4 separate regions of the Mus musculus genome follow, and all the other regions are linked to region 2. The links are chromatin contacts, called in public ChIA-PET, HiChIP or PLAC-seq and promoter capture Hi-C maps. All regions are on one chromosome and are shown on one strand. Each heading gives the region's core, a stretch centred on a gene start, on an enhancer-like site or on the middle of the called end of the contact. The rest is flanking DNA. Distances are from core to core; before and after follow the strand shown.

Region 1 (5,694 bases), core at 3,169-5,668, 340 kb before region 2:
GGCTGCTGACCTTTCAATGCCTTTTGCACTGATTACTTTAAAACTAGCTGATTGGAAAGACTGTGAGGCCAGACCCCAGCAGATAGGGAAAAGATGCACTCACCTCTTACATTAGAATAATAATCAAGTGAACTACCTGTCTCGGTCCACTTACGAGTTGAAGTTGGGTTCTATTGCACCCTTTTTTTGGAGAAAAACAAAACAAAACCTTATCAAGATACTTTTGCTTTGTTCTGTATTATTTGTGCAACACCAAAATGACCTTTTCTACTATAACATACCTCTTTAAATCAGTTATTGTTATGATTATAAAAAGATAAAGCGATATAAGAATATATCCTATGGGGGTGTGGTGAGGTGTGGGGGAACGGGGTGCCTCGGCGGGCCCATGCCAAGGTATCCATTCCCCCTGAGGGACCAGCCCCATGATGGTATAGTATAGAATAGAGTTATTCAGGACATGGGGAGGGGAGTTAAGAGGGTAGTAGAGGCAGAGAAAGGGTGAGTGAAAGACAGAGACAGAGACAGCGAGAGACAGAGAGGAGAGAGAAAGAGAGAGAGAGAGAGAGAGAGAGAGAGAGAGAGAGAGAGAGAGAGAGAGAGAGACTGGCCATGACCACGTGGATAGAGGGGTAAGGGGAAAGGGAATGGGGAGAGAGGGGGAACAAGGAGGCAAGAAGCAAGAGAGTAAGAGAATGAGCGAGAGAGGAGGGGGCAAGCAGCCCCTTTTGTAGTGGGCCAGGCCTACCTGGTTGTTGCCAGGTAACTGTGGGGGTGGACAGAATACCAACAGTTATGATGGTTACAATTTAAGCAAAACAAAAAGCCCAGAAACAACCCCAAGTAGAGCAATAACATGCTTGGTGAGGACAGGGGGCATTGGAACCCCTAGGGCTGCTGCTTAAGCACAGGTGTACAGATGTGGAGACTGTTAATTCGTCAACTAGTCATAGAATCGACACATAAATCTAGGAAATCCAAGAATTTCGATTTTCTGAATACACAGTCCAAAGTAGTGAATGCAAACAGACCATGTACACGTATTGCTCTTAGCTCTCTTGCTCAACAAAACTCACAGGAGGCCATCATTTGGCTCACACTAGGCTTCTGCCCTGGGCCCTTAGCTGGCCAGACTCAACAAAGGTGTCAATCATAATCAAGGCTCAGGCACCAAAGGAAACGAGGTTGTTATCTGACCTTTTGGGAAATCAGGAGAGGGTGGATTTCCGTGAGCATGACAGTAGAGTTCCCAGTTCCCTAGCCTTTAATCTTTACAGAAGAGCAACCTGGAGTTGTTACTTTTTGTTTTCTTCCATAGTGTGTCTCTGCCTCAGGAAGAAAGTAACTTTGATTAGAACAGTCTTTTTGTTTGTAGCCCTAGCTGTCCTGGAACTCCCGGAGATCCACCTGACTCTGCTTCCTGAGGGCTGGGATTAAAGGGATAAGCTACCTCTGCCAGCTAACAAGTGTTACACGATGTTTAATCACACTGTGAACCCTGAGATTATGTTATTTACTGGAAACAACTGCTTTTAGTTGTGGTGCGACTCAACTTTAGCACACACCTATTATCCAAGAGCTTTCTGCTTGATTATTGTAAATAGGATTAAATGAAGTCAACTGTAAGTCAAGAGGAGGACTAAGCAACCAGCTGACAGGAAGTGAATATAGGATTATTAAGGAAAAAAAAAAACAAGAGTAAACAGTAGGGTGAATAGAGAGATACACAGGAAATAGGGATGGAGGAACATTGAGTTGGAAGTTTTGGGGGACTAAGAGAGGGGATTCCTTCTAGGAAACTGGCAGGCTTTCACACCAGTATCTAGTTCTGGAGTCTTCACTGGTAAAATCCAATAATTGAGATTTTGTTAACAATGCTGGGTGTGGTGGCACATTCCTTTAATCCCAGCACTTGGGAGGCAGAGGCACGTGGATTTCTGAGTTTGAGGCCAGCCTGGTCTACAAAGTGAGTTCCAGGACAGCCAGGACTATACAGAGAAACCCTGTCTCGAAAAACAAACAAACAAACAAAAAACAACAACAACAAAAGAGATTTTGTTAACAAAAACCAAACAGACAAGACCAATCTTATTTCTACCTTTTGCTTTTTTCCTTTTAGATCTTCCCTCTGTATTTTTCTTTTCTTTTCTTTTCTTTTCTTTTCTTTTCTTCTCTTCTCTTCTCTTCTCTTCTTTTCTCCTTTCTTTCTTTCTTTCTTTCTTTCTCTCTTTCTTTTGTGTTGTTTGTGTGTTATTTATTTTGGAGGAGGTTGCAAGGGCAAAGGTCGGATATGAGGGGATGAGTGGGATGGGGCTACATGATGTCAAACAAGAAATCAATAAAAAGAAAAAATAGTAGAGGTCACATTTTCATGGCCAAAATATAAGAATAAACATAGATAGCTAGTAGTAAGATAATGAGCTAGGAAATTAATTCTTTCTAGTATTGTTTTGAAAATATACCCCATAGGCTATTAAAAGAAATTCCAACTCTTTCCCAAGGCATTGTTTAACTTGGAGTCTTCAGTCATCATCTACAGTTGGCTTAATGGTCACTCCTCTTCTTATCTGACCCCAACCAATTAAACGCCAGTGTTTCTCAACTCTTCTGTTAAGGGCAATTTTTTCTCCTTTCTTCTGTACACACAGGACTGGTCAAAACAATTTTGCCCAAATCAGCCTTAACAGCACTAACTCTTCCTCCTGTCAACAGGGATCCTATGTTGACCATAAGCACTTCATTCTTAGACAGCTTTTGGACCTTGGCTGCTTTCTTGTCTCCTTCAGTACGTACACCCAGAAGACGTTTAAGCAGGAAATAGGAGATTTCCAGTTCTGTGAATATTTCAGGTAACGCTCCAACTGCACCAAGCACTTGTCCCACCATTCTACCAGCTCAGCACACAGTGGGGCCGATCTTTGTTCCAACTCCAGTGAGACCACCTGGGGCAGCATACTGAAGATCATTATGTTTCCCCCAAAAAAGTGACACAATATTGGAAAAGGTTGGTTTACACATGAGTTTTCCTTCCCTATCTTTGGAGACAATACGGGGTCTGACTTCTATCTCCTGGCATACCTTTAACACTCCTTTTAGAATACTACCACCAGCTATACCTCCCTTAAGGTCATCGACTTCACAGCCAGGTTTGTTGACATCAGATGGACTGATAACAATGAGATGGGGCTCTGAAGTAAAGTCTCTTGGGGCCACTGGTATTTTCTTCACTATATACTCACAGACAACTTCAATATTATACTTCAGTTGAGCAGAAATTGGAATAATTGGTGCCCCTTTCTGCTATCGTTCCTTGCACAAATGCGAGATTTTGCTCATATTGTTCCTTAGCCTGACTTTCTTTTACCAGATCAATTTTATTCTGTAAGATCAAAATATGCTTGAGTTTCGTGATTTCTACAGCAGTCAGGTGTTCGGGCCAAGGGCATGATTCATTACTAGCTATCAACAGAAGAGCTGCATCCATCTCTACTGCACTGTTCAGCATCGTAGCCATCAAAATATCATGGCCAGGACAGTCAACAAAGGAAACATGTCTGACTAATTTGAAGTTCCCTTTGGCCCCCAGAATGTATGTAGGAAACTTATCTGGTGTACTGCTTCCACATGATCTGGTCTAGGACAACTTGAGTCATCAAAGTTTATAAGTCTTAGCATGAGCATGTCCAAGCTTGATGGTAATGTTTCTTTCTAGCTCATTTTTGAATCTGACAGTGTGAACTCCAGAAATAACCTTCACCACGGTGGACTTCCCATGAGCTCCATGACCAGTTGTAACAATATTAATTGTAGCTTGTCTGCTGATAACTTCACGTGAAAGTGGTGTCAACTTGGTAACATCCCCCAGCCATCTTGCTCAGAGGGGAAAGGACGTATCTTCCTTTCCATCTGCTCAGCTATCTTATGGTGGGACGAAGGCTGCCTAAACTAGAATTAGAATTACAAATAAGTTTGCATCTTTCAAATTAAATTTGGCATCACAGTGGCCTAAGGGTCCAGTGACCCCAATGAACAAAGTAGGAAATCCTGACCCATGCCACTAACATGAAGCAAACTGGCAAACATCAGTTTAGACAGCCATAGGACAAATTCCAAACAAAGAATGTTGATGGTTCTGGCTGCTTGAGAACTGGAGATAGGTTCTCTGGGGCATGGACATTTCTGATTTGAAGCCAACATGGTCTACAAAGAGAGTTCCAGAATAGCCAGGGCAACACAGTGAAACCTTGTCCCCCAAGCCCATCAAAACAAACACCTCCTTCCAGTGGGCTCAGGAACACACGAAAAAAAACCCACAGACCACCCATATCAACGGAAGGGCTGGGCCCCTGGGGGCGGGCTCGCGCACACTTCCGCCCTTTTATCTGGCCCCGCCCTTTAAGTAGCCGGAAGACGCTTCTGATTGGCGTATTTCCGCTGGAGAGTTGAAGTCAGTGCGGCGCGCACGGGAGTTGACGTTTAAAGGTGCAGGAGCTGGGGAATCCGACGGTGGTGCTGCTTTGGGTTGCTCTGCTCCGCGCCACTGCGCTTGCGCTGAAGCCGACCCTACCCCCGGCATCCCCCGCGGCCTTCAGATGCGCCGGCGTCTTGCTGCAGCTGCTGCTCTCGGCGAAGCTCGACGAGAGCGCTGCTTCCGACGGGGCAGCGCTCTTCCCGAGCGAGCTAACGGCGATGCTCCTCCGGTGAGCTCGGACCCTCTACCCCCAATCCCTGGCCCCGCGCCCACCTGGGTCCCCTTGGCACGGGCGCTCGGGTTTCCTGCTTCTGGCAGGTACCGCGCTCCGGCGGTCCTAGGGTCTCAGTCTGGGTCTGTCTGCTCCTGCTTTCCAGGACTACAACTTTCTGTTTTAGTGTTTCCCACACTCCCTGCTCTCCGGCCTTGAAGTCCAGCCAGGCTTGTGGCACCAGTTCTGGTGTTCAGATGAGAAATATATATTCTGGTTTTATCATGCAGAGTTTGTGGTTGGCAGTCACTACCCAGACCTGTGTTTCCCGAGCTTCGGGTCTTCCAGGTGTGTCCCAATTTGCAGCCTTGCTAGTCGAGTATAGATAAGAATGCATATCAGCACAGTGTAGGTGGTTGGTTAGTTATGTCGCAATGTCACAAGGTTGAATGCCTCTAGGCGCAACTTTTGTGATAGCTGTTAAAATAATTTATAGCCTGACTGGCCTCAACTTGTGCTGACCCCTTTGCCTCTGTCACCTGAGTGTTAAGATTAGTTAGGTTTTTTTTTTTTCTCTCTCTCTTTTAAAATGTTATCTCTTAGCTGGGCAGTGGTGGTGCACGCCTTTAATCCCAGCACTTGGGAGGCAGAGGCAGGCGGATTTCTGAGTTCGAGGCCAGCCTGGTCTACAGAGTGAGTTCCAGGACAGCCAGGGCTACACAGAGAAACCCTGTCTCAACCCCCCCCCCCAAAAAAAAAAAAAGTTATCTCTTTCTATGTTAATTTTTAGAAGTGATTCTAGATACTAGTTCTTTGGCAGAAAACGATTTGGAAATTCTTTCTCTGTTGCTTGCCTTTTAATCTTTCTTTAATCTTTCTAACTCCCTTTTAGAATCAGAAACTCTCTTGTTGGTTTCATTAAATGTTGTTTTGTTTGGCTTGCTTTTTAACTATCCCAAACGGTCTTTGACATAGCTTTTTCGTCAAAGTTGGTGTAATGGTTAATTTCTCA
Region 2 (5,934 bases), core at 564-3,063:
GGCTGTGAATGCCCCGAGTCAAGAGCCCCTCCAGCTTCCCACGCAGGGCTGCCAGATCCACAGGCTGCTGTATCTCTAGCAGGTCCCCTGTACAGCCTGAAACAAGCCCAAAGCCCCCATTCAAAAAAATTGCCAGGCTCTGCCTACCCCAAGAACCTCACACAGGATGTCAGCACCATGCGCACCTTTGACGGGAGAGCCGGCACCGGGTTCTCCACGATACAGCAGCACTCGCTCGTCCACCTCCACGACCTCCTCATACAGTACCTCTGGCATGGGCACAGCCTGAGGGCAGGCAGAGGCTCAGAGGAGACCCCGGCCTGAGTGGTCTATGGGGTCCTGCATGATGTCGCAGTGCGGGCCAAGGGGATGTGTTCCAAAAAGCTAGGAGACAGTCAAAATGGCCCAGCAAGGTCCACCCAGAAGGCTTCTCTCTGTACCCAAGCCCAAGCCCTTAAGAACTAGAGAACCAGCACCCTACCTCAAGAGGGCAGCTTCTTCCAGGAATTCAAAGGTGGAACTTCTATGTTCTCACCTTGAACTGGCAGAGTATTCCCATGCCAGTCTGGAAGTATGAGGACACGGGTCCTGCTAGCAGTGCTCAGTCTCCTTAAGGCCTACTAGCCACCATTGCTTCACAGACCTCCCCACAAGACCTTGGCTGGGGGAGGGGAAAGAGTGCACAAGCTTCACCTAATGCCCAGTTGGCACGGGAGAGCTCACCAGGTCAAAGAGGTCTGGGCGGGCCTGAGTGCCAATATGCAGCAGGTCTCGGAAACCGCGAGTCACCAGCAGTGCCACCCGTTCTCCCTGCCGTTCCAACAGAGCATTGGTGGCCACGGTGGTACCCATGCGGATGCTGGCGATGTGACTGGTGTCTAGCGGCCGGCCTCGGGGCAGCAGCACACCCCTCTCCTGGGGACCACATAGTCAGGGGGAGAACCTCAGGTTGGGGTCTCCCTAACACCTCCCCTCTGCCCGCCACTGGCCCTGGCCCACCTGCTCTAGAATTCGGCGGATGCCCTCTGTGGGTGCGTCTGCATAGTTGGCAGGATCCTCTGAGAGCAGCTTCAGGACACGTACATGCCCTCCTGGGCACTGGGCAAAGACATCTGTAAAGGTGCCACCACGGTCGATGGCAAAATGGAAGCGCTCTTCTGGGCTGCCCATGATGTTGAAGCTGGAGTCCAGCAGTGGCTCTTCGGCTGGTAGCCCTGGGAGAACTGGACAGAAGAGCCTGTCACTGGGAGTGAGGGGGGTTGGGGTTATTACTGAGGGGGGGCCAGGTTTCTAAGAAGAGGCTGGGATGGGAAACAAATGGATCCCGAGTCTAGAAGGTGCCCTGGGGAGGAGTCATAGAGTAGCTCTGGGTTTGGCAGGAGCTGCAGGACCCAGTCATAGGGTGGCCAGAGTAGAGTCAGAGCCAGGCAAGCCCAAATGCCAGCCACTGTCCCGGTGGCACAGGTCTGAGAGTCCTGCTGCCGATGGAAAGCCAGTACTTGGATTAGAGATAAAAGGACCCCGGAGCCCTTTCTTGCGGGAGGAGCCTGGATTCTTTCCTCAGGGAAAGGCACCCGAGTTAGGCTGGGCAGGTAAGAAATAGCTCCACTCCCCACTCTGCTCAAGTTTCCTGGCCCAGGCTTTATAGTCACTGGAACCCTACAGAATCTGTACAAGAGTGGGGCGAGGCTGAAAAGAGCGGAGGTACAGCGGAGCCCTCAGGGGGAAAGTAGGAAAGGCGGTAGCACAGACCCCACCAGCAGCCGAATCCGCTCTAGTCTTGCTTGTGTCCCGCTGCGCTTCCCGAAGGCCCTGCCCCCACCTCGGGGTGGGGCCTGGAGAAACACACCCCCACTCCCAACACACACACACAAACACAGACACACAAGCCTGGCGTGCCTGGCCCTCCGGATTACGTAATTGCGGGCCGGGCCTGAGCACCTCCTCCTTCGCCCAGAGCGATCCACGGATTGAGGGACTGAGTGGCCCTTGCCAGCAGGGGCGGACCCAGCGCTTTGGCTCAAGGGCACCTTGATTCTCGGAATTGCTGAACCTCTCTGCAAGTTCTGGGTCGCCGAAAGTGGACGCCCTTGATACCCAACTTCAGGTCTCTAAGTAACTGGTTGTACCCTAATGTAACAACATTTCTGATGTAGTCAGACTGTTCCCCAGAGTGGGAGGACCTGAGGCAGGAGATGGGTTGGGTGGAAAGGACCCGGCAAGGAACAAGGGAAGGTAGGAGGGCCTCTTATTCAGCAGCAAAGTGGCACAAAGATCAAGAGGCCTCTGCACACATCCCACAATCAACCCTTCAGTGTAAAAAAATGGCTCAGTACACCTAAACCCTCATGTGTCTCTCCTGTAGTGACACCAACAGACATTTGGAACTGGTGTTCCCCCTCACCGAGGACAACTGGTTAAAGTCTCCGTGTCCTCTACTCTCTTTCTCTCTCTCTCTCTCTCTCTCTCTCTCTCTCTCTCTCTCTCTTCTCTCTCTCTCTCTCCAGGGTTTCTCTGTATAGCCCTGGCTGTCCTGGAACTCATTTTGTAGACCAGGCTGGCCTCGAACTCAGAAATCTGCCTGCCTCCCAAGTGCTGGGATTCAAGGTGTGCACCACCACCGCCCAGCAACCCTCTTGTTTATTTAGTCAGTCTGTAAGTGGGCTTGATTCCAAGGAGAACGTGCATAGACAGAGGAGGCCCCAGGACAACCAAGACTTATAAGCAAGGAGAGTCAGAATTGGTTTCTTGCTTTGCTGTTCCTAGAGGGGTTTTAGCCCCAGGAAAGCAGATCTTCCTTACTAGGCCAGCATTTCTATTCTTTCTATGACAGAGTCCAGGGAGCCTCAACTGTGCTGGTTGGAAGTCAGAGCCTTTACAAGCAGAGTAGAGGCTGGGCTCAAGTCAGGCCTGAGCCATTTAGCATCCAAGTGAAGGGGCATGGGCAGGTCAAACTATTAGCCATGTGTGGTGGTGATGCTGACCTTCAAGGGTGGCTCCTAAGACTGTAGGAAATCAGTTGAACCCAAAGGCCTTTCCCCATGTGCTAGGCCAAGTATCAGACAGCTTAGGGCACACACCCAAATCCCCCATTCTAAGTACACTGCTGGCTCTCAAGGCCCACTTGGGCCTAGGAGGCTAGGATGCAGGTAAGCTGGTTATGTATTAGACTTGTAGGCTCTGGGCTTCACGCCACACGTCAGGCAATGCCTGGTGCCCCTGGGCATTCAAAACCTGTCCTCATGTCCCTTTCTCATTTTGTGGATGCCAGGGTAAGGTCTATGGTACATAACTCAGTGAGATTTTCATTTCAAAACCAAAAGTAGGAGAGGGCTGGATGGTAGCCCAGTTGGTAGACTACTTGTTTAGAATACAAGAGGCCCTGAGTTCTGTTCCTAGTATGGAGAGAAAAAGTGTGTGTGTGTGTGTGTGTGTGTGTGTGTGTAGAGAGAGAGAGAACCCAGAGAGAGAGAGACCCCAGAGAGAACCCAGAGAGAGAGAACCCAGAGAGAGAGAACCCAGAGAGAGAGAGAAAACCCAGAGAGAGAACCCAGAGAGAGAGAGAACCCAAAGAGAGTCAGGAGACAGCTTTTCTCAAACTCTGTCTTGCAAGAGTACCTCTGGTACCCTCTTTCCTCTGCATCAATCTCATAGCCCACTGGCTGCCACATAGGGCATTTGCACTGACAATCCCTTAGCTCAGAAAGCTTGCCCCATCCTCATGACTGTTACTTTATTCCAACTCTGCTCAATGTCCTCAGAGGCAACCTCTCCTCTCTCCTGCACGGGCTCCCAAGACATCATCCCACCCTCATCCCTGGGTTTGCACTATCTCCCTCTACCGACCACCAGCACTCAGCAAGGAGCAGATGGCCAGACTCCCTGGGGCTAGGGTTTTCTGTGGCTTCTTTCGTATGGGCACAGGCTGGATAAGAGAACTCTGATTGGGCATACGCTGGATAAGAGAACTCTGATTGGGCACATAAGAGACCCCTGATTGGGCGCACGTTGGATAAGAGAACTCAGAAGGAAGCCCGTGGCTCACCTCTCTCGACATCCTTGAATCTGATCGTTTTCCGCTTTGGCAGCCTGGGAGTGGCAGTTGTTTCTGACAGGATGTTGGCGCTACAGAAGCTTAGGCTATTGCCCCTGCTCCTAAGGACTAGCTTCAGCTCTTGGTTTTCCTGGATGAGCTGCACCAGGCGCCGTAGTTCCTCATTCTCTTGGGCCAGCCTCTGGATCTCCTGTCGTAGGCCCTCATAGCTGCTGAGAAGGGACATGCCCAGGAGCAGCACAGCAGCTGGCCAGTGGTCTGTGGACTAGCCAGGAAAGAGAGGCTCTGCCATTGTGAGGTCAGCGTCTGACCCCACCTTTGCATTCAAAGACAGCTAGGCCCAGTCTTCCTGACTGGAGCAGGTTTCATGTGATTTGTGGCTCTGAAGGACCATCAGAGATGCCCAGACACTGCCATGGGTCTTTGCATTTCATTATTAGGCTCTTCCTGGAAGATGGAAGTTTCTCTGAGACCGCCCAGCTTAGGTATGTCATGAAAGATAACTCAGGCATCTCTACCATCCACCCGGCAATGGCCCCTGGTTACAGTCCCTTGGTCACCATGTGAGATTATGGATCTGGGCAAGTGGGGGTGATGCCTGAATCCAGGGGTTATGTAGCATCCAAGGCGGTCATGGAGGGAGGGTGGGTGTTGGAGCTACACTGCAAAGGTAGCTGCTACAGCCTTGGTAGACTGAAGAATTCAACAGGCACACGGGAAAGGGCTGGTGGCAAAGAACTGGACGGAGCAGCAGTGGTCCCACAAATGACAATGGAATATATATATATATATATATATATATATATATATATATATATATATATATATATATAAATCCAATGTTATTTTACACTGGACTTTTATAAAGGACTTCCTTCCATCCAGTTTGTCTTGTAAAATTATTATTCCATGCATCCACTTTGATTCTGTGACCTTTTCTTCATTATTGCTATTTGCTATTCAGATTTCCTTTTTTGCTTGCTTGATGAGTGCAGCTTTCACTGGTTAATTTATGGATTCTCCAGGGATTTCCCTTCCACAGCCCAGGAAACTCTGGCAAAGGTCATTCATTTGTGGAAGAGAATGGGTGTACCGGTCCAGCTGGTACGAAGTCAAACAGTCCTCTAAGCGGGGAATAAGGATGATTATAGGAAAGATAGAAAAAAAGATGCAAGAGACAGATACGGGAGGGCTGCGGGTCATCACTACGCCAGCCCCGAGTGTATTTCTCATAGACTTCTTATACCACAGCACCCTGGGAAGCAAAGCCACAAGCTAACAGAAACAATTTTGCTGAAATATACACAAGACATTTGTTCTCATCCAAAAAACCTCCCTAATTCCTACCACCAAGGTCAATAGAATCTTCAGCCCCTCCCCTTGAGCCTCAAGGCACCTCCTCTTATCACCTCATGCCTCAGCAGACCAGGAAATCTGCCAACAGACCCTGCCCTGACTCTGCATGGCAGGCAGATTCTCCGTCTCCCCTCTCTCTCTCTCTCTCTCTCTCTCTCTCTCTCTCTCTCTCTCTCTCTCAATGGCTCAGGCAGATGGGGAAGACCCACCTAGAGATACGCTGTAGATGACTAGGCACTGTAGTCCTTTCCTAACATGTATTTATTTTTCTTATACATGTACGAGTGTTTTGCCTGAATGTGTTTAAGTACCCCGAGTGCATGCTTGATGCTGTGGAGGCCAGAACAGGACCCTAGACCCACTGGAACCATAGTTACACATGGTTGAATCTGCCATGAGAATGCTGGGAACTGAACCCAGATCCTCTGCTCGAACAGCAGATACCCTTGGCCACCGAGCCATCTCTCCAGCCCCAAGGAGTGACAATTTAAATAGTTCTATAAGGAAACAACACTAGTCCCAGG
Region 3 (5,623 bases), core at 1,815-4,314, 390 kb after region 2:
CTGAGGGCTCTCAGTTCCATTCATTCAAGAAGGTGCTCACGGAGATGGGGCCACCATATGCCACGCAGCAGGAGCTCGCGTCTTTCCACTCAGTCTCTAAGGGCTACATGGGCGAGTGCGTACAGGCTCAGGTGGTGGTGGTGGTGGTGAAGCGGGGAGGGCTAGAGGACTCTCAGTCACTGCCACGGTGGCGCACCCTCTTCCCAGACCAGCCTCAACTCATGCTCTCCTGGGCAGGTGCGGGTTTCGTGGTGGCTATGTGGAAGTGGTAAACATGGATGCCGAGGTGCAGAAACAGATGGCGAAACTGATGAGCGTGCGGTTGTGTCCACCAGTGCCGGGCCAGGCTTTGATGGGCATGGTGGTCAGTCCGCCAACCCCCTCGGAGCCGTCCTTCAAGCAGTTTCAAGCAGTGAGCAGACCAGACCAGGCCAAAGATACCTGGTGATCCGGCTTTGGGTGGGACTATAGAGGGACACGTTGAAACCCTCTTCCATGATTCCCTCCTGTGACTGCAGGAGAGGCAGGAGGTGCTGGCTGAACTGGCAGCCAAGGCTAAACTCACGGAGCAGGTCTTCAACGAGGCCCCCGGGATCCGCTGCAACCCGGTGCAGGGCGCTATGTATTCCTTCCCTCAAATTCAGCTGCCTTTGAAAGCAGTGCAGCGTGCGCAGGTGGGGCATGCAGGGCTACATGGGGGCCGAGCAGGGTGTGGGCCTGGCGCCAGGCTGTGAGCTGACCACCCTCCTGACCCCCAGGACCTGGGCCTGGCCCCTGACATGTTCTTCTGTCTGTGCCTCCTGGAAGAGACTGGCATCTGCGTTGTGCCTGGGAGTGGCTTTGGGCAGCAGGAGGGCACCTATCATTTCCGGTGAGACCCGGGATGGGTTGACCCTGCCACTAATGGACCTGTACTTCACGCTGACCATTTGTCCTTTTCAGGATGACCATTCTGCCCCCCATGGAGAAACTGCGGGTGCTGCTGGAGAAACTGAGGCACTTCCATGCTAAATTCACTCATGAGTACTCCTGAAGCCACTGCTAGGGCCACACTGGATGCTCTCTGACTCAACAAACTGAGGGTCCTTGGGAGCCCTCACTATTTCTGATTTTGCATAGGGTCTGGGTACTTGTCCCTGCAGGTCCCTAATAAAGCTGGGTGTAGGCCTGATTTGAGGTGGCTGCCTGGGTGACCCCAGCTTTGACTCACCTGACTGGCTTTGTGTAGACACACAGACTCCACATAAGGGACACTGGAAACGGCATCTAGAGGAGTTGCTAAGGATGGTTCCCAGGGAAGGGAGGACCCTCCAGATCGTCATTCCTACATTTGGCTTGAGACAGTGCATCTGTGGGCTAGGTCTTCAGTCTTAAGTGTGGGGCATGTGATGATCGGTTACATAAAATCAACTAACATGCCAGTAAAAGGTGTGACGGCAGAGCATCTGCCTTTTAGGGCCGCAACAGAACCACTTTGGGAGGGGGTGAGGTCTGAGGGAATGCAGGGGAAAGAGACCTCAGAGGCTGTGTCAGAAACAGTAACCTTGCTCCGGGACACAGCCGTGTGTGCCAACCACAGTAGGGAGGTATTCAGCTCTTACAGCCAAGTTAGGACTGACAGCAAGGGCTTGGGCGGTGCCCACCTCCGGCAGAGCAGAGCAGGGGAGGTCCTTTTGCAAAGCACATTTAGGAACCCTTGGGGCAGATGTGTGCTAATGGAAAGATACATCCTGGACTGGGAGGCTCAGGATGAGCCCCTGTGCACAGTAGACACTGCTGGGGTTCAACTTGTTTGGTCTGCAGTGTTCCTCTGCGGTAGGCAAAGCCGTCCTCCATCCCCTAAGTTTTGTGGTACTGGGGATTGGACTCAGGACCACTGAACTATATCCTGCCTGCCACCCCTTTAAACAGCTAAGGTATCCAGGGCAACCTAAACTCATTCTTCTCTTGCCTCAGCCTGAAGAGCAAAATTATAGGGGTTTACAATCATGCCCCAAAAGTAGAACCCATTTTATAGATGTGAACACTTAGATCCTGAGACTATCTGGAAGTGGCAGGATAGCCCCTCCGTGGAAGCAAGGCAGTGCCAGGGTGCTAGGACTTGGACACTGTGTCCAAACACAAAAGAAGTTCCACCCAGTTATCTACTATAATTGAGTCAGTTAACCCAAGGCCTCATTTAACAGTCTCATTGTGGACTTGGGAGGGCACAACTCTGAGAAGGGGGAGAGACTGGGCATGAGCCTTCCCTGCAGAGCCAGAATCACGTGGTCTGGACTAACTACCCTCACTGAATACTGAAAAGGAAGTGGGTATCACGGGCAATAGCTGACTAGGTCCTGCCCTTCCCCACAAAACTCCTGCTTCTGTGGTCACTGACCTGGGGGCAGCTCTGAAGCCACAGTCTCAGCAAGGAATGGGGAGCAGTGCTAAATGCATTGTGGGGCAAAGTATTGGCTCTGTGAGCTAAGTATTAGAAATGCTTCGGGAGCTGGGCGTGGTGAGCCCGCCAGTGGTGGCGCACCCGTTTAATCCCAGCACTTGGGAGACAGAGGCAGGAAGATACTGAGTTTGAGGTCAGCCTGGTCTACAAAGTAAGTTCTATAAAGAAAACCTATCCACACACACATAAAACCAAACAAACAAACAAACAAACAAACAAAAAACCGCTAAAGTGAAAATGCTTCTTCTGGAACGGATCTGGTATCCATTCAGCAGACAGGAAGATACCTTTGAGACCAGCCTGTTACCTCAGCTTCCTTCCTAGCCACTCACATCTACCCGCTGGCATTGTGAGCAGCAGGCTGTCGTGTCCAGGTTTGGCACGAGGGGCGCCAGAGCAGATGATTTGGGTCTGTGTAGGTATCAGTAACCTGCTTAACATTTGGGTTTTAGGCCAATTGAGGACTAGTAGGGGGTTGGCTCCACCCCCAGCCCGGGTTGCCCCGCCTCTCCCTCACCCTGACCCCTGCGCAAAGCATGCCGGTAGTTATGGGCTGTGCAAGACTGCGGTCCCACCATGCGATAGGACCGGTCTATCGCTCCGCATTTTTCTCCCAGCTTCGGTACTTCCGGGATTTCTGGTCCCAGTGTGCGTGTCGGGATTACAGCCTGACTGTCCCCGGCCCTATGTAGGAGGACCAGACCCTGACTGTTCATCCTGAGCCGTCCGATCCCACCACGAACGGGCCATGCATGGGAAGTTGCTGCCGCTGGCCGGCCTCTATCTTGTGCAGGGTCTGCCCTATGGACTGCAGTCCAGTTTGCTTCCCATTTTACTGCGGGCCCGTGGCCTCTCCCTAACGCGCGTGGGTCTAACCAAGGGATTGTATGCTCCATGGCTGTTAAAGCTGGCGTGGGCACCGCTGGTGGACAGGCGGGGCACCCCGCGGGTCTGGTTAACACTCAGCACACTGTCCCTGGGCTTGGTGTGTGGACTGCTGGCTGTGTTGCCTCCTCCGCAAGCTGGCCAAACAGGGCTACCTACCACCGTGATGGGGCTGCTACTGCTGCTGAATCTGGGTGCAGCGGTGCAGGATGTGGCTCTGGACACACTCGCTGTGCAACTCCTAGAGCCAAAGGAGTTGGGACCTGGGAACACTGTACAGGTGGTCGCTTACAAGCTGGGATCAGCACTGGCTGGGGGTGGACTGTTGGTCCTCTTCCCCACTCTCTCTTGGCCACTGCTCTTTTTGCTCCTAGCTGCCACCTACTGGCTGGCTGCTGCCTTAGCCTGGGCTGCACCAGCCTTGGGAAGGCTGCCATGGCCTCAGGCCTCAGAGCATACACCCCACAGCTCCTATCTTCTACAAGATTTGCTGGCTGTGCCTGGGACCCTCTGGACAGCGGGCTTTGTGCTCACCTACAAGCTGGGTGAGTGAGGCCTGCAGTTAGTTACCATCGAGCTTAGAGCCCAAACTCTATGTTGGTCCCTAGGGCCCTGAAACCCACTCAGGGGACTGCCCTATGCTGGAATACCAGCCCAGAGCTCTGTAGCTCAGTTTTGTTTCACCTCTTAACTTCCCTCAGCTCCAGCCAATGCCCAGCCCTTTCTCTTCTAACATCTGGGGCCCATGAAAATGAAGGGGACCAGGGGCCTGACTGGTTGGAGTACTGAGGCTCCTGGAAGAAAGACTGGGGCCATCCTTGCTTACGGTCTCCTGTAGGTGAGCAGGGTGCTGGCAGCCTGTTTCCACTTCTCCTGCTGGACCATGGTGCTTCTGCCTCAGACTTGGGGCTATGGAGTGGCTTGGGTGCTGTGACCTGCTCCATTGCTGGCTCCTCCTTGGGTGGGGCTCTACTGGCCAGGCACTGGTAAGCACTCCCCAACCCTAGCCTGACCCTCAATTCCACCGGTGTCCCAGGTGATCTTACCATAGCATCTCTCAATTCCCACCCCAGGCAGCCACTGAAGCTGTTGAAGACAGTGCTGCAGCTCCGCCTTGGGAGTTTGGCTTGCCAGACTGCTCTGCTCTTCCACCTCAACAGCCCAGGGGCCAGCGTGGACCCTGGCACAGTCATGAGAGGTAAGAGGTGGACATTGGGGGGTAGGGGGCAGGAACCCAGGCTCCCACTGACCTTTCTTTGTTCTTCCAGGGGCAGTTTTGCTAAGCCTATGTCTACAACAGTTTTTTGGGGGTGTGGTCACCACTGCCACATTCACTGTGATGATGCACTGTAGCCAGCTAGCACCCAGAGCCCTGCAGGTAAGAGGGAAGGGTAGGGATGCCCAGGGACTGCAGGGGTAGAGAGTCACTCGGCCCTGATCTGCATTACCATTCCTAGGCTACACATTACAGCTTCCTGGCCACTCTGGAACTGTTGGGCAAGCTGCTCCCAGGTACCCTAGCCGGCGTGCTGGCCGACAGCCTAGGCCCACATCTCTGCTTTGCTGTCTTCCTTGTACTCTCAGCCCTGCCTGTTCTGGATCTCCGCCTGGCACCCAGTAACCTGACCTGAGCTGGATGTTGGTTAGGGCTGTCTATAAAGCCAATAAAGCTATGTATGGCCTGGATGTCTGGGACACAGGAAATGCAGCTCTCCTCAAACTGAAGGCTATGTTACCAGAAAGCACATAAAATTACTGAATGCTTTTTATTCTGCAGTTTGGATCTTCTTATCCCCTTCCTGCAGCCAGAAGGTTTTGCCTGACAGTCAGTGATGGCCACATCATGGCCTTGGTGAGCCTGACACCCTCGGAGTAGTGGCCACAGTCTGGCTTGCCTCATGCCTCAATCATGTGGCACCCTCCCATGTAAGGTGGTCATCGGCCTCTCAGCAGGAGCTCTTCTGTAGCTAGGTGCATCAGGGCATGAAAGTCCAGGTGTAGGTACTTCCTCCAGAAGCGCCGGTCCAGCCCATACACCTGGGCTGGGTAGCATGGACTCGCTAGGGTGGAGCAGAAACACAGGCCTGAGGACTCAGCTGGCTCTAATACCCATCCCCCGCTGGCACCAGGCAACCCCGTGGCCCTCACCAATGCCATGGAAGATGCGGGCCACAGCCCTTCCTGAAAACCTTTCTTCTGGCCTCAGGGACAGGAGCTGGCGGACATCCCGGCGTATTTGGTCCTCCCAGTCCTGAAGCTGTGGGAGGATAGCATGTAACCTCATCTGAGCTACCA
Region 4 (5,648 bases), core at 91-2,590, 310 kb after region 2:
ACTGCCCGGCTCCAACCTCCTCAAGTTACTTCCCAGATTTCACAGAAGACATCAGCCTATGTCCCTAAACCAGCTACCTATACCATAAACCTAGGCTGCCCCAGCTAGTCACACCCTTCACTGTGGCCTATGACCTTGGCCCCAGAGCTCTCCTGACTGTCATTTCCCCCAAAGGGTTCCCCCAGACTCCCGCAGACCCCGTTCTACCAACTGTGCACAAGACTGATTCCCACCTAAGTACCTCCAATGAGGCTGCACGTGGGACATCTCCCTTGTTGGGGCAGCCTCCCTTCCATGGCACTAAGGTCCTTGTCATTATCCCCCAAAAGCTGTCTGGGCCCTCACCTTCTCCCCGGTGGGTTGGCTGGCAGCATGGGCCTCAATCTTCTGCAGTAGCTGGCTCAGACCCAGGGTCATGGCCTCTGGACTCTCCAGTGTGGCCAGGTAATCGTCCACATGGGAGGCCAAGAGGCCAGCTTGGATGTCCTTGCATGTTTTCTCTGGGTTGTTAAGGTAGAGGGCAGCAGCAGCACTAAGGTAAATAATGTGTCTGGACTCCAGGACTGATTCTGGGGCAGGCTGTGGCTTGTCAGGTTTGCCTAGAGCCAAGACATTCTCCACAGACAGACACTGTGGGCAAACAGACAGGATCTGAGCTAGACTAAGCCTACCAGGCATAGCCTACAGGCATGGATTCTATCAGCTATCTTATGTCATGTTCTGCCCCTTGTAGTTAGCTTGACTAGGAGCCTACACAAAGGGGTCCCCAGCAATTACTCCCCCATCCTGAAGGTGAGAGTGGTCACTGTGAGTCACCACAAATTTGATAGCCTGGGGGAATGGAGCTGTGTGTCCCAGGATGGAGGCCCAGGCCTGTATAAGCCCCCCAGAAACGGAAGGGAGGCTCCAGCCTGCCAGCAGGTGCAGACACCAGCCTCCAGACCCGCCTCCTGGAGTTTGCCCAGATCTCTTTAGTGCCTGCCACAGGGTGGAGCGGGCAGGAAGGGGCCGGGGCTGGGGGACCCATCGGGTGGGGGTGTTACCTTTTCACACGGCCCGTCGGTGCAGTGCACACGGGCCACCAGCGTATTTAACAGGCCGTCCAGTTCCAGGCGATCCAGAGCACCCTGGCCCAAGGCGAGCAGGCTGAGCAGGTTCCTGGGCCGGGCCACTGCCACTGTGCCCACCAGCAGAGCCAACACAAGTCCCTGTGTGACCGACTTTGGGAGCATCACGCCTCAGGCCCCCAAAAGCGTTCCTTGTAGAGGTGCTGACTTCTGGGCTAGCTGGAGACAGCTGGGACTGTCCGGGGCCAGACTGGAGCTGGGTTCAACTTGCCTTGGCCCTAGCTCCAAGACCTCTCCCAGATATTTCCTACAGGGCTCTGTGATTGGCTGCTGGGTTAGCCATTCCAGTGGCAGATCCTCCCCGAAAGCCTGGGGAGAAAGAGCTGGTGCCTCCTGGGGCTGGAGCTAAAGGTGGGTCCCTGTCCTTAGGTGGGCGGCTTGAACCTGTCACACCCTGAACTGCCAGTCAGGGCTTCCTCTGTTCCCTGAAGAGCCCAGATCACCCTCGCCTGTTACCTTGCCACTGGACCAGAAGCTAGGGGGATTAAAGGTTTGAGCGCGTAGATGTTATCAAGTCAAACATGGGCGTTCTATTTGACATTTTCAGGAGAGCTCTTAGGCTTCCCTCCACCCTTCACCAGCTGCCTCTCAGCCCAAGCAGCTTAGACAAATTCCAAATCTTGTAGCCTGGGTGAGGGTGGGGGTGCTGCTCTTGGCTCCTGAGCTAAGGCCGCTGGGTCCAATATGGGCTACAATGGGAGATTTCTGCAGGGTACTTGCTGCGTCATGCTCCCCCACCCCCAGCCCTCGGGGAAAATCCCCAGGAAATGGCTAAAGCCCCAACCTAGACAAACAGGAAACAAAGATGTGACTTTGGTCCTAGCCAACTTTTGGGGCTTGGAAGAGTTCGAGTTGAGCAGTAGGAGTTTGAGGCCCTGTTGTGAGCGCTAAAGCCTGAGCATAAGAAGAAGGAGGTAGGGCTGGGGCCCCCAGCTGTGCCCCTCCCCCATTGAGCCTTCCAGCCTTTGACCCCTGAGCCTTATCTCTATCCAGGTGGCAGGCTGAAGGAGGGGTTGGAATCTCCAGGAACTGACAATTCCCGGGTCACAAGGCATTTTGGCCTTCTGGAAGAGGGCTTTGGGTAGCCCCAGAGGCACTGTGGCCTTCTTCCACTCAAGTTCACACCAGTCCTGACCCTAGCCCTCTGGGGTGTGGCTGAGTATGAACCTAATGCCTAACGAACTCTGTCCCCTAGTATTCTGGAGGGTAGGGCAGGGTGGAGAAAGAATCTAGCTGAGTATCCTTGAGCTCACGGGTCAACTGCTTCAGACCTGTTCCGAACATACACATGTCAATGTTTCTTATGGCTAGCATCCTTGCAATGCAGCATCCTTGCTGGTCCTATGGAAGAACTATGACTGGGAACTGGGAGAGCCAACCTGAGAGCATTCCCTACATGGAGCTCTGAAGATGCCATATACCCAAACTGCCTTTCTTATTTCTTTTCATTGCTGGGCAGCTGAGAGCTAAGACTAGGTTGATTTTCTTTCCCTGTATCCCCTAGGGAGAAGTCTTTGTGTAGGCCTGGCTGTTCTGGCTTCCCTAGATCTCTCCCTCAAAGGAGGGACCTGCCTGAGCTCGGAAAGGCAGAACAGCCAGCCCTCGTGCAGCTAACACTGCCTCTCCTGCTCATTCCCAGCCAGCTCACTGCATAGGTGAGTGTGTGTGTGTGTGTGTGTGTGTGTGTGTGTGTGTGTGTGGTGTGGTGTGTGTGTGTGTGTGTAAAGAAGCTTGCCAAGGATTCACGGTGGTAGAAGGAAAAAATGCAGCTCCAGAAAGCTGTTCTTTCACCTCTATTGTATGCCGCAACAATTGTTCCCTCGGGCCAAAAAAAAAAAAAAAAAAAAAAAGTCAAATGGTGAACTTCAGCACCCGGGAACTGGAGTTACTACTTGTGAAGGTTTCGCTTGGGTAGATGAAGGTGTGGAAAGGACAATACAATGGCTGAACTCAGTGCCACTGAAATGTGGTCCAAGTGGCAACTTCTGTGTGTTATCACAGTACAAAATTAAAATAGAGCAAAACAGTGCTCCCTGGTTAGTGATTCCCTAGGACTCCTGCAAGACTTAATTCAGTGGCTACAGATAATAAGAAAAGAAGTAGAATCCAGGTATCACGGTGAATACCCCTAATCCCAGCACTCCGGAGTCAGAGGCAGGCATATTTATCTCTTTGAGTTAGAGGTCAGCCTGGTCCCTATAAGCAAGTTTGGGGCTAGGCAGATCCTATCTTAGAAAACAAAAGTGAGGTTGGTTGGAGCAGGCCTGTTCTGGGCGTGGTGGCAAACACCTGTGACTCCATCACTGGAGAAGCAGAATCAGGATTGGGTTTGAGGCCAGTGTGGGTGACATAGTGAGACCATCTCAAAAAATCCAAAGGGGCTGGAGAGATGGCTCAGCAGTTACAAGGGCTGACTCTTCTTCTAGAGGACCTGGGTTCTGAGCATCCATATAATAGCTCAAAACTACCTGTTGGAGGCAAAGGCAGGCGGATTTCTGAGTTCAAGGCCAGCCTGGTCTACAGAGTGAGTTCCAGGACAGCCGGGGCTACACAGAAAAACCCTGTCTCGAAGAAAAAAAAAACCTACCTGTAACTATAATTTCAGGGGATCCAAGGCCTTCTCTGGTTTCTATGTCACCAATCATGCGTGTGGTAGGCAGATAGATATACATGGAGGCAAAATATTCATATGCATGATTTTTTTTTTACAGTTTCTTTTGTTTTGTTTTGTTTTTCTTTTTTTTTTTTTTTTTTGTTTTTTTTTTTTTTGTTTTTTTTTGTTTTGTTTTGTTTTTCGAGACAGGGAGACAGGGTTTCTCTGTATAGCCTTGGCTTCCTGGAACTCACTCGTGTAGACCAGGCTGGCCTTGAACTCAGAAATCTGCCTGCCTCTGCCTCCCAAGTGCTGGGATTAAAGGCATGCGCCACCACTGCCTGGACCATATGCATGATTTAAAAAAAAAAACAAAAATAAGCAAGAGCTTTGAAGGTCGCTCAGTGGCAAAGCGTTTGTCTAGCAACCCGCACAGGCCTTGGGTTGAGTAACCTTGTAGGGTTGAATGTCGCATGACAGAGTCATGGTGTCTAACTCAGCACAGGACAGCAGGGGAGGTGCTCTGGACTGAATTCACAGAGCCTGTCAACTGCCTAGAGCTCTCAGGGGCTGCTAGGAAGGTGTTCCCAGTAGGCAAGGAGGCAGCCACGTAGGTTGCCAGATGCCAGCCATTCCAGTGGCTGTGAGGACTCACCTGGTCCCTATAGTCCTTGAGGCTTGTTTAGGAGGCATGTGAAAGGCTTTAGAACTCTCTCGGAATCCGGCCCACCCACAATGGGCGTGCCTCCAAGAAGCAGAGCCCTCTGTGTCATCCTGAGGACTTCCTCAGACCTTCATGTATGCTATTGTAGAGTTCTGTTCAACTTGTCTTTCCAGCCACCATACCCCGTACAGTCAATGACTTGCGTGAAAACTCCGTGGGGGCTTCTAGCCCCACACCGGGCTGCATCACTGGCGCTTACAGTATTAGTGCTTGGTCTTTTTCAGGCACTGCTGCTGGAGAGATTAATGATTCATCCACCACCCTGAGAAAGAACTTAGAGATGTAGATTGTTAGCAATGATCACCACTTTTAGAAAGAATTTGGAGCCAGGCAGTGGTGGCCCACGCCTTTAGTCCCAGCACTTGGGAGGCAGAAGCAAGCAGATTTCTGAGTTCGAGGCCGGCCTGGTCTATAGGGTGAGCTCCAGGTCAGCCAGGGCTACACAGAGAAACCCTGTCTTGGAAAACAAACAAAGGAATTTGGAGAATAGATGTTTTTGTTAGTGGCTCTTATCTTTGGGGACAGTTTGTACTTCAGAAATGCACACTACTAATAGCCGAGCTAGAGGGTTTTTTATGGTCTGGAAACAAGAACAATGGTAGCCTGGCTGGCACTGGCTAATGTGACTCCCTTGCTAACATTGGGCTGGTCATCAAGGTGTTGATTAATTTCTGGTACCCATTTTTCCCCCCTCAACTTCCTGATAAAATTTGCTAATGGGTAACTATGCAACTTGAGGATTTAAAATAGAAATGGCTGTTTTGTTTTGTTTTTTTTAAAAGATTTATTTATTTATTTTATGTATCCGTGGGTACACTGTAGCTGTACTGATGGTTGTGAGCTATCATGTGGTTGCTGGAAATGAAGGTTGCTTGCACTGGTCGGCCCCACTCAGTCCAGCCTAAAATTTATTTATTATTATATCTAAGCACACTGTAGATGCACCAGAAGAGGGCGTCAGATCTCATTACAGATGGTTGTAAGCCATCATATAGTTGCTGGGATTTGAACTCAGGACCTCTGGAAGATCAGTCAGTGCTCTCAACCGCTGAGCCTTCTCTCCAGCTCTGGCTGGTTGGTTTTTATACAAAAGTTTAGATTTGTGATTCTTTTAAAATTTTTATAAGATTTCTTTTTAAGATAAATAACAAGATAACTGATTTTTTTTTCCTTTGTAACCACAAATTGCTGCCTGTCAGTTAAG

What was found. Promoter capture Hi-C pulls out the DNA fragments that hold promoters and counts their contacts. ChIA-PET counts read pairs in DNA pulled down with a chosen protein or histone mark. HiChIP or PLAC-seq counts read pairs in DNA pulled down with a chosen protein or histone mark.
Region 1: a contact with region 2 is called in an RNA polymerase II ChIA-PET map of memory CD8 T cells, with 21 read pairs. The contact joins the promoter of Zfp707 here to the promoter of Oplah in region 2. A contact is called at or near these places in 1 of 39 promoter capture datasets (liver), 2 of 115 datasets of contacts at active chromatin or transcription factors (memory CD8 T cells and pancreatic cancer cells) and 1 of 9 other capture datasets (liver).
Region 3: a contact with region 2 is called in a promoter capture Hi-C map of liver, with 2.5 times the contacts expected there. The contact joins the promoter of Mfsd3 here to the promoter of Oplah in region 2. A contact is called at or near these places in 1 of 39 promoter capture datasets (liver), 1 of 484 Hi-C or Micro-C datasets (liver), 1 of 115 datasets of contacts at active chromatin or transcription factors (microglia) and 1 of 9 other capture datasets (liver).
Region 4: a FOXA1 HiChIP or PLAC-seq map of pancreatic cancer cells shows a contact between it and region 2. The contact joins the promoter of Slc39a4 here to the promoter of Oplah in region 2. A contact is called at or near these places in 1 of 39 promoter capture datasets (stem cell-derived epiblast-like cells), 1 of 115 datasets of contacts at active chromatin or transcription factors (pancreatic cancer cells) and 2 of 9 other capture datasets (adipose tissue and pancreatic islet).

What each region holds. Positions count from the first base shown.
Region 1 is chr15:75,964,705-75,970,398 of GRCm38.p6, forward strand. Zfp707 (zinc finger protein 707) reads left to right here and starts at 4,419. Exons shown (of 4, transcript NM_001347040.2): 1 at 4,419-4,700. The coding sequence starts at 4,593. It also overlaps the pseudogene Eif2s3x-ps1.
Region 2 is chr15:76,305,476-76,311,409 of GRCm38.p6, forward strand. It overlaps Oplah (5-oxoprolinase (ATP-hydrolysing)), which reads right to left and starts at 1,814. Exons shown (of 27, transcript NM_153122.3): 1 at 1,753-1,814; 2 at 1,000-1,223; 3 at 724-915; 4 at 186-285; 5 at 1-96. The coding sequence starts at 1,170.
Region 3 is chr15:76,698,478-76,704,100 of GRCm38.p6, forward strand. It overlaps Mfsd3 (major facilitator superfamily domain containing 3), which reads left to right and starts at 3,065. Exons shown (of 5, transcript NM_027122.3): 1 at 3,065-3,873; 2 at 4,167-4,314; 3 at 4,402-4,526; 4 at 4,597-4,706; 5 at 4,786-5,623. The coding sequence starts at 3,192. The coding sequence ends at 4,959. Gpt (glutamic pyruvic transaminase, soluble) reads left to right here. Exons shown (of 11, transcript NM_182805.3): 7 at 1-115; 8 at 238-412; 9 at 519-674; 10 at 759-871; 11 at 943-1,198. The coding sequence ends at 1,033. It overlaps Recql4 (RecQ protein-like 4), which reads right to left. Exons shown (of 22, transcript NM_058214.3): 21 at 5,477-5,585; 22 at 5,076-5,388. The coding sequence ends at 5,264.
Region 4 is chr15:76,615,530-76,621,177 of GRCm38.p6, forward strand. It overlaps Slc39a4 (solute carrier family 39 (zinc transporter), member 4), which reads right to left and starts at 1,341. Exons shown (of 12, transcript NM_028064.3): 1 at 1,044-1,341; 2 at 346-630. The coding sequence starts at 1,232.